Linked DNA regions of Hordeum vulgare: region 2 is linked to region 1. A link is a contact called in public Hi-C data. All regions are on one chromosome and are shown on one strand. The core of a region is the stretch at or near the end of the contact, and the rest is flanking DNA. Distances in the headings are between cores, read along the strand shown.

Evidence for each region. A called contact is a pair of places that touch in the nucleus more often than the background predicts.
Region 2: a Hi-C map of leaf shows a contact between it and region 1, with 5 times the contacts expected there. The contact joins the promoter of LOC123442899 here to the promoter of LOC123442898 in region 1. A contact is called at or near these places in 1 of 6 Hi-C or Micro-C datasets (leaf) and 1 of 1 datasets of contacts at active chromatin or transcription factors (embryo).

Annotation. Positions count from the first base shown.
Region 1 is chr3H:45,058,355-45,062,845 of MorexV3_pseudomolecules_assembly, forward strand. LOC123442898 (transcription factor MYBS3-like) reads left to right here and starts at 1,878. Exons shown (of 3, transcript XM_045119078.1): 1 at 1,878-2,457; 2 at 2,907-3,103; 3 at 3,201-3,869. The coding sequence starts at 2,115. The coding sequence ends at 3,578.
Region 2 is chr3H:45,348,578-45,352,718 of MorexV3_pseudomolecules_assembly, forward strand. It overlaps LOC123442899 (zinc finger CCCH domain-containing protein 2), which reads left to right and starts at 2,322. Exons shown (of 1, transcript XM_045119079.1): 1 at 2,322-4,141. The coding sequence starts at 2,437. The coding sequence ends at 3,576.

The DNA of each region.
Region 1 (4,491 bases), core at 628-3,127:
TTTGTGTTCTACGACCAGACAAATGCGTCACAGAACCCCACCTTCATCAATAAAGTTTTCCTCTTATATTCGCAATATCTTGATTACAATCTTGGTTTCTTGCTTGTTCTTCGTTTGCGTGCAGGAAACAAACCTTCGTGGTCAGGTTGATCGTGCTCCGATGTGATCAATAACCTCTCGGAGTTGGTTTAGCGATTGCTAACGCGCGACGTCCTCACACGTTCGTAGTGGATCGTCAAAGTCTAGTCCACCAAAACGATACTCACGATCTCATTGAAAGACATGGACAACTTCGCCTCTCTCAGAAATTACTCAGCATACTATTGTTCCTTCTATGAACAGAGAAGGATATGCACAGAAATGTTCTTTACAATACTGTAGCAACACAACACCTCCGATAAGTTATTCTAGAGAAGTACTACTGCTTGTGCTATCAATAATTGAAATCGTCGTTGTCAGCAGGGCACTGTAGCATATTCATGATCGCGCTGAGGCATCGGGATATGCTTGTAGGCACACATGTAGCAAAGATATTTTCAACATGTAGGAGTATAGTATAGCAGAAGCCTTAGGACGCTAAGCAATCGCTGTTGTCAGTAAAATATGGGTGGACTAAATTGTCAAGTAAAACTAAGACTTGGTAATTGGTATGATCCATTTTGCATGCGTACACACTAGAGATAACTTAAGATTGTCAAAAACACTGGAGATAACTTAAACGCATGTGATTTGTTAATCTGAATGAGGCACCTACCTTCTTCAACTTTCTTTAACTCGCCCTGGTTTGGTGTGGATTAATTAGGCCAGGACAAACTTCATCTTATCTCCATATGTGTAGTCTTGAGGACCAAAGACTGGCCGGTTGTTGATTACTTGATCTACCAATGGATGGGAAGGCATATGGCCCATACAGAGTTCGTGGTAGGAAGCATAGAAAATGGATGCCATTGCCAAAACTCCAGTGAGAACACAGCACAAACCGAGGGAGTAGGAGTAGAACAAGCACTTGTCTGGCATTTTCTATCCCGGAACCAAAGATAAACTGGCTAGAAAATATTTTCCAATAGCTGTGTAAGGTACAGAATACTAGCACGTCTCACTTTTTTGTGGTTGTTATGGTGACGACCTTTTTGTCCAATCTTGGATCTTGGCACCTAACCTTGATAACAACTATGCTTGCTTGCATAGAAAGGCCTCTTCTGCTCCTCCTCCCTGTCACTCCTGTTATTAGCCAATGTCCTTTGGTCCTTGGGACAATGGAAGCTAAAAGAACTGCACCACAACCCTTGAGCAACCCCAACAACCTTGTGTCCTCAGCTTTGTTAATCACAACCCTATCTCCGTTGAATCTCCTATTTCGTTTTCTCATACTTAGTTGCGTGCACTAGAATACAAGATTCCAAGCCGCTCAGGACGTAGCAAAACAGTATCTTTCTCTCTTCTCGTTTACTGCAACTTGGAAATGCATCTGGGGGTGAAAGTGAAACTCTTTCATGTCATGTCCATCCATCCATTGATTTGTACGTAGTATGTATGAGCCAGCAAAACAGACTTTCTGTAGATATTTTCTGGCACTTCACATTGCTTGTGTGTGGCTTTCAGTACTGGTTATTAGTAGTACACCATTAGAGGGATTTTTTTTCCTAAAAGAGGCTAACACAAGACTTTTCCAATCGGTTAACCATGCCGGACTTAGAGAGGAGAGGAAAACACAGAGAGGCGATGGTATAGGATTCCTGATATGAGCCATACAGGAGCAACATATACGGCATGACGGCGACGGGGCGATGGCATTATTGGCATCCAGGGACTGGGCAGATTCCACCGGATTCCAGGTGCAGTTAAATATGCCAGCATTCCCAGCACTTGATTGAATTTGTCAATACCTTAAAGGGAGACGATGCGATGCCAATGCGTCGCCTTCATCGGCACAGGTGTGCGCTCCCCAGCAAATCACTAGTCCCCCGCCACACCTTTCTCCTCTATTAAGCCCCAGATGCTACGTCTCCCCCGCAGTCCACACCATCATCTTATCCCGGGGCCTGAGAGCCAGACGAATTATCTCCTTCTTCTCCAACCTTCTTGGTTTCCAACCTTGTGTGCCGTGGATCGGCATGGCGAGGAAATGCTCGAGCTGCGGCCACAATGGCCACAACTCGAGGACCTGCAGCGGCCACAGAGGCCTCGAGAGCGGCGGCGGCGGTGGCCTGAGGCTGTTCGGGGTGCAGCTGCAAGTGGGCGCTGCGCCTCTCAAGAAGAGCTTCAGTATGGAGTGCCTGTCGTCGTCGGCGTCGGCCTACTACGCGGCGGCCGCGGCCGTGGGTGTTGCCGCGTCCAACTCGTCGTCGTCCGTGTCCTCGTCGTCGTCGCTCGTCTCGGTGGAGGAGAGCCCGGAGAAGATGGGCCACGGGTACCTCTCGGACGGACTCATGGGCAGGGCTCAGGAGAGGAAGAAAGGTGAGTCCATCCTGCTATTTCTTCAACTGTTCCTTGGTTCGGCACACCACTGTGACACGCTTTCATTAACCATGCTTTGGATCTGGGCGATTATGATCTTTGATAATCATCATCATGATATCTATGTGTTCCGATTATGAAATAATCTGAAGATACTCTCTTTTTCAACTAAAAATCTGAAGATTCTAGTTGACGCATGAGTGTTTATTTGGATCCTCTTCTCCAATTGTGCCATCCGTTGCTGTCCATAAGTTTGTCTGCCAACTTGATGAGGGATAGCATGGCAGCTGACTTTGTTTGCATCCCTGCAGCTACTTAGTCATTTATTTCAGAACACTAAATATCATTTCTTTAGGTTGGTACTGGTAGAATTTAGTGCCATGTTTTTCATCTTACTAATAAGATGTCAGATTATGTTCATACTGAACTTGTAAGTGGATTGTGACCAGGGGTTCCATGGACTGAGGACGAGCACCGGAGGTTCCTGGCCGGCCTGGAGAAGCTCGGGAAAGGCGACTGGCGAGGCATCTCCCGGCACTTCGTCACCACGCGCACGCCGACGCAGGTGGCCAGCCACGCCCAAAAGTACTTCCTCCGGCAGGCCGGCCTCGCGCAGAAGAAGCGGCGCTCCAGCCTCTTCGACGTGGTACGTGACGTACTACCCTTCATCGTCGTCATCCTCGTTGCACTTGCACGTAGCAATAATATCAACAGCAACGAAACAGCTGACATGGTCTCTTCAGGTCGAGAAGAATGGCGACAGAGCAACCACCGAGCGTCGCCACAGGCTAAAACCCGACGCCACCAGCTCCGTGGACGCGATGGGGTTAACGTTCCCTGCTCTTTCCCTCGGCGCCAGCCGGCCGAGGCCGGACGCGGCGCTACCTCCGTGCCTGACTCTGATGCCGAGCTTCTCGTCGCCGTCGGTGAGCCGTGCGCCGAAGCTCCCTCCTTCCCTGGGCCTGGTGGCAAATGCGAATCCTCCTCCTCGGCAGGCACCTGACCTGGAGCTCAAGATCGCGTCGACGGCCGCCCGGAAGACCGATCAGCAGGCCGGTGCCGCCGCCGGTTCGTCGCCGTCGCCGAGGACGCCCTTTTTCGGAACCATCAGGGTCACCTAGAGCGAGCCAAAGACTACCGAGACGACGGCCAAAAAGAGATCTTGACGACGACGACGACGACGAACAACAAGAAGAAGAAAGAGCCTTTGTTAGTGGCGTGCTACGTACATTAGCAGCATGTATGCCAGCCTCAGTAATCGTGCGTGTGTTGCTGGCATGGCATTAACAAAATGCCATCACCGATCCATCCTGTATTATCACCATCATCGTCACTAAGACCCAACTTTACTGGCCTAATTTAGCCATGCAAATAAACAAGGAACGGGCTATCGATCGGCCACCTTATCATCACCATCTTTATGTTGACACAAAGGCGACGTACGAGCGGGTCTTGTCTCTAGCTAGCGCCCCTGCCCGGGGGAGAAGGTGAGGTATGAGCTCACAAAAATATTCACCTGTTAACTATGCTCGCGGTGGATCACTCACAACGACGCGTGGCCAATCACCGGCAAAGCTAAGGATCTTTGCAACAGTAAAAATACGATTGTGATGTTGATATGGTTCGGTAGCCCTGGTAGACTAAAACTTTTTTTTTTTTGACAAAGAAAATATATCATCATCGCAAAGATATCTGGTGGACTAAAACTTAAATCCGATGCTGCGCAATTCACCCACACCGGTCACGTCCGTGTCGTTGAAGATCTGGGGTGAGGAAGACGATCCTGATATGCACCAATGGTATGTGATGACTGGCGCCAGAGGTGACAGGTGGCGGCAGTGACTGAGCTCGTTGCTTAAGTTGGCACGACAAACCACGGTGGTTGGCGCTCGCGACATGCGTGCGTCGCTCTCCTGAGACGGATGGATGTTCCGGCGTTGCGTTGCACATGGATTCTTTTCTATTTCTATAATCCAAAGTTTCGATCTGCTATATCTTTGGCGGTCTTGTCAGGTGGTAGTACCAGCGGTAATT
Region 2 (4,141 bases), core at 1,072-3,571, 290 kb after region 1:
ACGAGCTAGTCCTTAGAGGCTCACTAGGAAGAGTGTGTTGTCTATGTATCCACACATGTATTTGAGTTTTCAATCAATAGAATTATAGCATGGATAATAAACGATTATCATGAATAAGAAAATATAATTTTAACTAATTTATTATTTCCTCTAGGTCATATTTCCAACAACGGTGCCACCTCCTTCTCGTCGAACGCGATGGCCTTCGCGAGGCCCTACCCGTAGAGCACAACATTGGTTTTATCCTTTCGCGAGCGACGCTACAACTCCTCTTCCTCCTACCGCGCACTGCGTGCGAAAATGGCGGCCTTGATGGCGTCCGCCTTCACCAGAGCCAGAGGGAGGAAGTCCTCTAGTTCGGCAATGCCATCGCCCCGCCGCTCAGCCTCCTTCTTGACCGTACGGAGCGAGGGAAGCTTCTCTGGCTCCCGTTTCATTGGGGTGTGCGACGAGCGGGAGCTCGACGCCTCGGAGGAGCTGCATGCGCTAAAGAAGAGCGCTGTGTGTGTGGTCGTATTCCTCCGTCTAGCGGCGGAGGAGCGACGACGGTGGCTCAAGTCCGCAGTTCGTGTACTGTAGGGCGGAGCGCTTCCATGCCACACCAGCTATGACGCAACGCCTCTGCTCGAGGTTATTGTTGTCGCGCCGGCCGAAGCTCCACATCCCGCGGATCAACGGGTGGGCGGCGAACTTTAGCCATCGACGTAGGGAAATAGAGGCGATGAATGGGGAATTGCGGCGACAAAAACATAGGGTTTCGACGAGTATCGACCTTGCGCATCCGTATATATACCGTACGAGAGGGGTGAAGGGGGTGACGTGTGTGTTTGTGGGCAACTCTAATTTGATTACGGACCGGCCCGAATATACGGAGTCTAGTTTGGTCAAAAAAGGACCAATCCGTATACTACCGAAATTCTACGAGCCGCAACCTTTTATGGGGTTTGCTAGAGTTCCTCTTTGTAAGCTTATGTGTGCGCGTGTCGTTAGATATTTGTTATATTTGTTGCTGTTCCGTCTAGAAAATCTCCAACGTTTCCAACTGTCAATAATAATACGCCCAGTTTAAGTTAGCAGCTAAGTTTAGGTTTCTAACATAAAATTATTTAGAACTACATGGATGTGGACATCCTGGAAACTTTCCCCCTACCCTCACACAAATATCTAGTTCTGTCCTCTTAAGATATTTGTGATTATCTTTTGATCAATATTTCTCACTCATGAATAATATTTGCTATTTACACCCAGGAGAATGCTCATGGATCTATGTCCGTTTTCAACAACCGTTATTATTAAAGCATCTTCAATAGCATGTGTATATTTTAATATTTTAATATTTATATAAATCATAATCTATTATTTTTCTCAACTTTAAATTTAATTTTGCATTAAAACATATATATATATATATATATATACGGAGACCATGATGGATGAAAGGTAGAAATTGTGACTACAATTGAGTTTGGATGATGTCTTCACATTGTCAATGTCGATTTGAAAAATGTACATGTTTGAATGATTGCATAGACAAGCTACTGAACGCCTGTTGTGGTCTCACATCTTGAAAAACGAATATAGACATCCATATAAATAACCTATCGGAGACGCTCTTACGGAATTTACGGACGTTAACAGTCAAAATAATTCTTTGCCACACTAGTACTCCTTCAGAGAGAAATAATCCAGCGGAGCATAGTTAATAGTTGCTCCTACGCTAAGTGGAAAGGCAGGACGATTCTAAAATCGGACGCAGCCAAACCGGTGACAGGCACATGCGAGTGCAGCGGTACACATACACGCTCGGGAGTTGGGAAAGAAAAGAAAAAAAAAAGGAAAAAAGGGCAAGCACCCATCTGCATGCACGCATCTGTCCAAGCCGCGCCACCACTCCCTACCCCAGGTTTCCAGAAACTACACGAACCCAATATCTTCCCCCGGACCGGACCCCAAACCCCAAACCCCCAACCTATACACGTAGCCCGCTCCCCTCAAAAAAAAAAAAAAAAAGATCGTAGGGCTCCCTCCCTCCCCACTCCACGACGTGTCCCTGACCCGTCCCCCGCTCGAGACACCTCGCCCTCCCGCATGCCTCCCCGCCCGCCGCGTGTATCGCTCCGTACCGCCCCTTTATCCCCGCCTCGCCTCGTTCCCTCTCGCTGACCGTGGGCCATGGGACTCCGGTGGGGGCGACGTGTCAGCGGGGTCAGCGGGGTGGCTGCCTGGCTACCGCCGTGCGGGGAGGCAACGGCGTCAGTTAGCTTGTACGACCGCGCCGTCTGTGGTTGTGGGCGAGGGTGTTTATAAGCGCGCGCCGCTTGGTGTTCTTCTCCACAATCCGTCCGAGACCCACCCACCTTCAGTCCACTAGCAGATCTCTTCCTTCCCGTAGAGCAGACGGTAGAGCAGAGGCAGCGCCCAGCTCTCAGCCTAGACATGATGATGATGAGCGAGGGAGTGAGCGTGCCGCCGTGGGGCAACCTCCCGGTGAGCGGCGTCGACGCCGGCGGTGGCGACGAGACGCCGTTCCTGTTCGCCGCGCTGCGCCAGTACCTGCCGTGCAACGACATGGCGGGCGCGGGCGGCGATGACGAGGACGAGGCGGCGGCCATGGCGGCCGCGGTGGACGCGTACGCGTGCGACGAGTTCCGCATGTACGACTTCAAGGTGCGCCGGTGCGCGCGCGGCCGGAGCCACGACTGGACCGAGTGCCCCTTCGCGCACCCGGGGGAGAAGGCGCGCCGCCGCGACCCGCGCAAGTACCACTACTCCGGCACCGCCTGCCCCGACTTCCGCAAGGGCGGATGCAAGCGCGGCGACGCCTGCGAGTACGCGCACGGCGTCTTCGAGTGCTGGCTCCACCCGGCGCGCTACCGCACGCAGCCCTGCAAGGACGGCACCGCCTGCCGCCGCCGCGTCTGCTTCTTCGCCCACACCCCCGACCAGCTCCGCGCCATGCCGTCCCAGCACTCCAGCCCCAGGAGCACGCCGCTGTCCCCGCTCGCCGAGTCCTACGACGGCTCCCCGCTCCGGCGCCAGGCGTTCGAGAGCTACCTCAGCAAGAGCATCATGTCCTCCTCGCCCACCAGCACCCTGCTCTCCTCCCCGCCCAAGTCGCCCCCGTCCGAGTCGCCGCCATTGTCTCCCGACGGGGCCGCCGCCTCCTTCCGCCGCGGTTCATGGCCCGGCGTTGGGTCGCCCGTGAACGACGTCCTCGCCTCGCTCCGCCAGCTGCGCCTCGCCAAGGCGCAGGCGTCGCCGTCCGGTGGGTGGCCCGCCTACCCCACCTCCCCTGCCGCCTACGGCTCGCCCAAGGCCGGCGGCCTCTACAGCCTCCCCACCACCCCCATGGGCACTCAGACCAGCGCCTCCAGCTTCATGGCCAACCTGGAGCCACTCAACCTCCGCTTCCTCGACGACGAGGAGCCGGTTCAGAGGGTGGAGTCCGGGAGGGCGCTCCGGGAGAAGGTGTTCGAGCGGCTGAGCCGAGACGGCGCCGCGCCCCGCAGCTGCGACGTCGGTGCCGGAGCAGGAGGAGGCCCCGACGTCGGGTGGGTCTCAGACCTCATCAACTGAGGCAGCCCGTTCCTTCTTCCAAGTTTACTTTGCGGAGTCGCTCAACAAGATGGCATGACGGAGGTGGCGGTAAGAAGAAGAAGGAAGAAAAATGGCACCCCAAAAAAATTATCCTCAAGTTTCTTTTGCTATTTCAAGTTGCTGCAAATTCCTGTACATAGCTGCTATCTATCTCCCATGTGAATATTCCTGGTTGGCGGAAGGGAGGCAAGATGAAGGAGGAGGATGGGTGGATTTGTTTTGGGGTTCTTGAGGAAGTAGGAATTTACCCAAAAGGAAAAATTACCAAAAAAAGGAGGGAAGAGGTGGATTGGAACTTGGATGGTGGTGGTCCTATCTGTTGTGTTGTGCATAGGTGGAAGGGTGGGTGGTGAAGCATGGAAGGGAAGCTGGCTGGTGGTGGTGACGATGAGAGGGTTGGAAGGTGGACTTGATTCCTGTGATTACTGGCGCTGTTGTTGTTTCTTTATCGTCCTCGTTAGTGCATCATCTGGACTAGCTGAAGACCGACCGATTTCACATTTTGTTAATTAATGTAATCCTTCGTAAGGATGGCGATCGACGA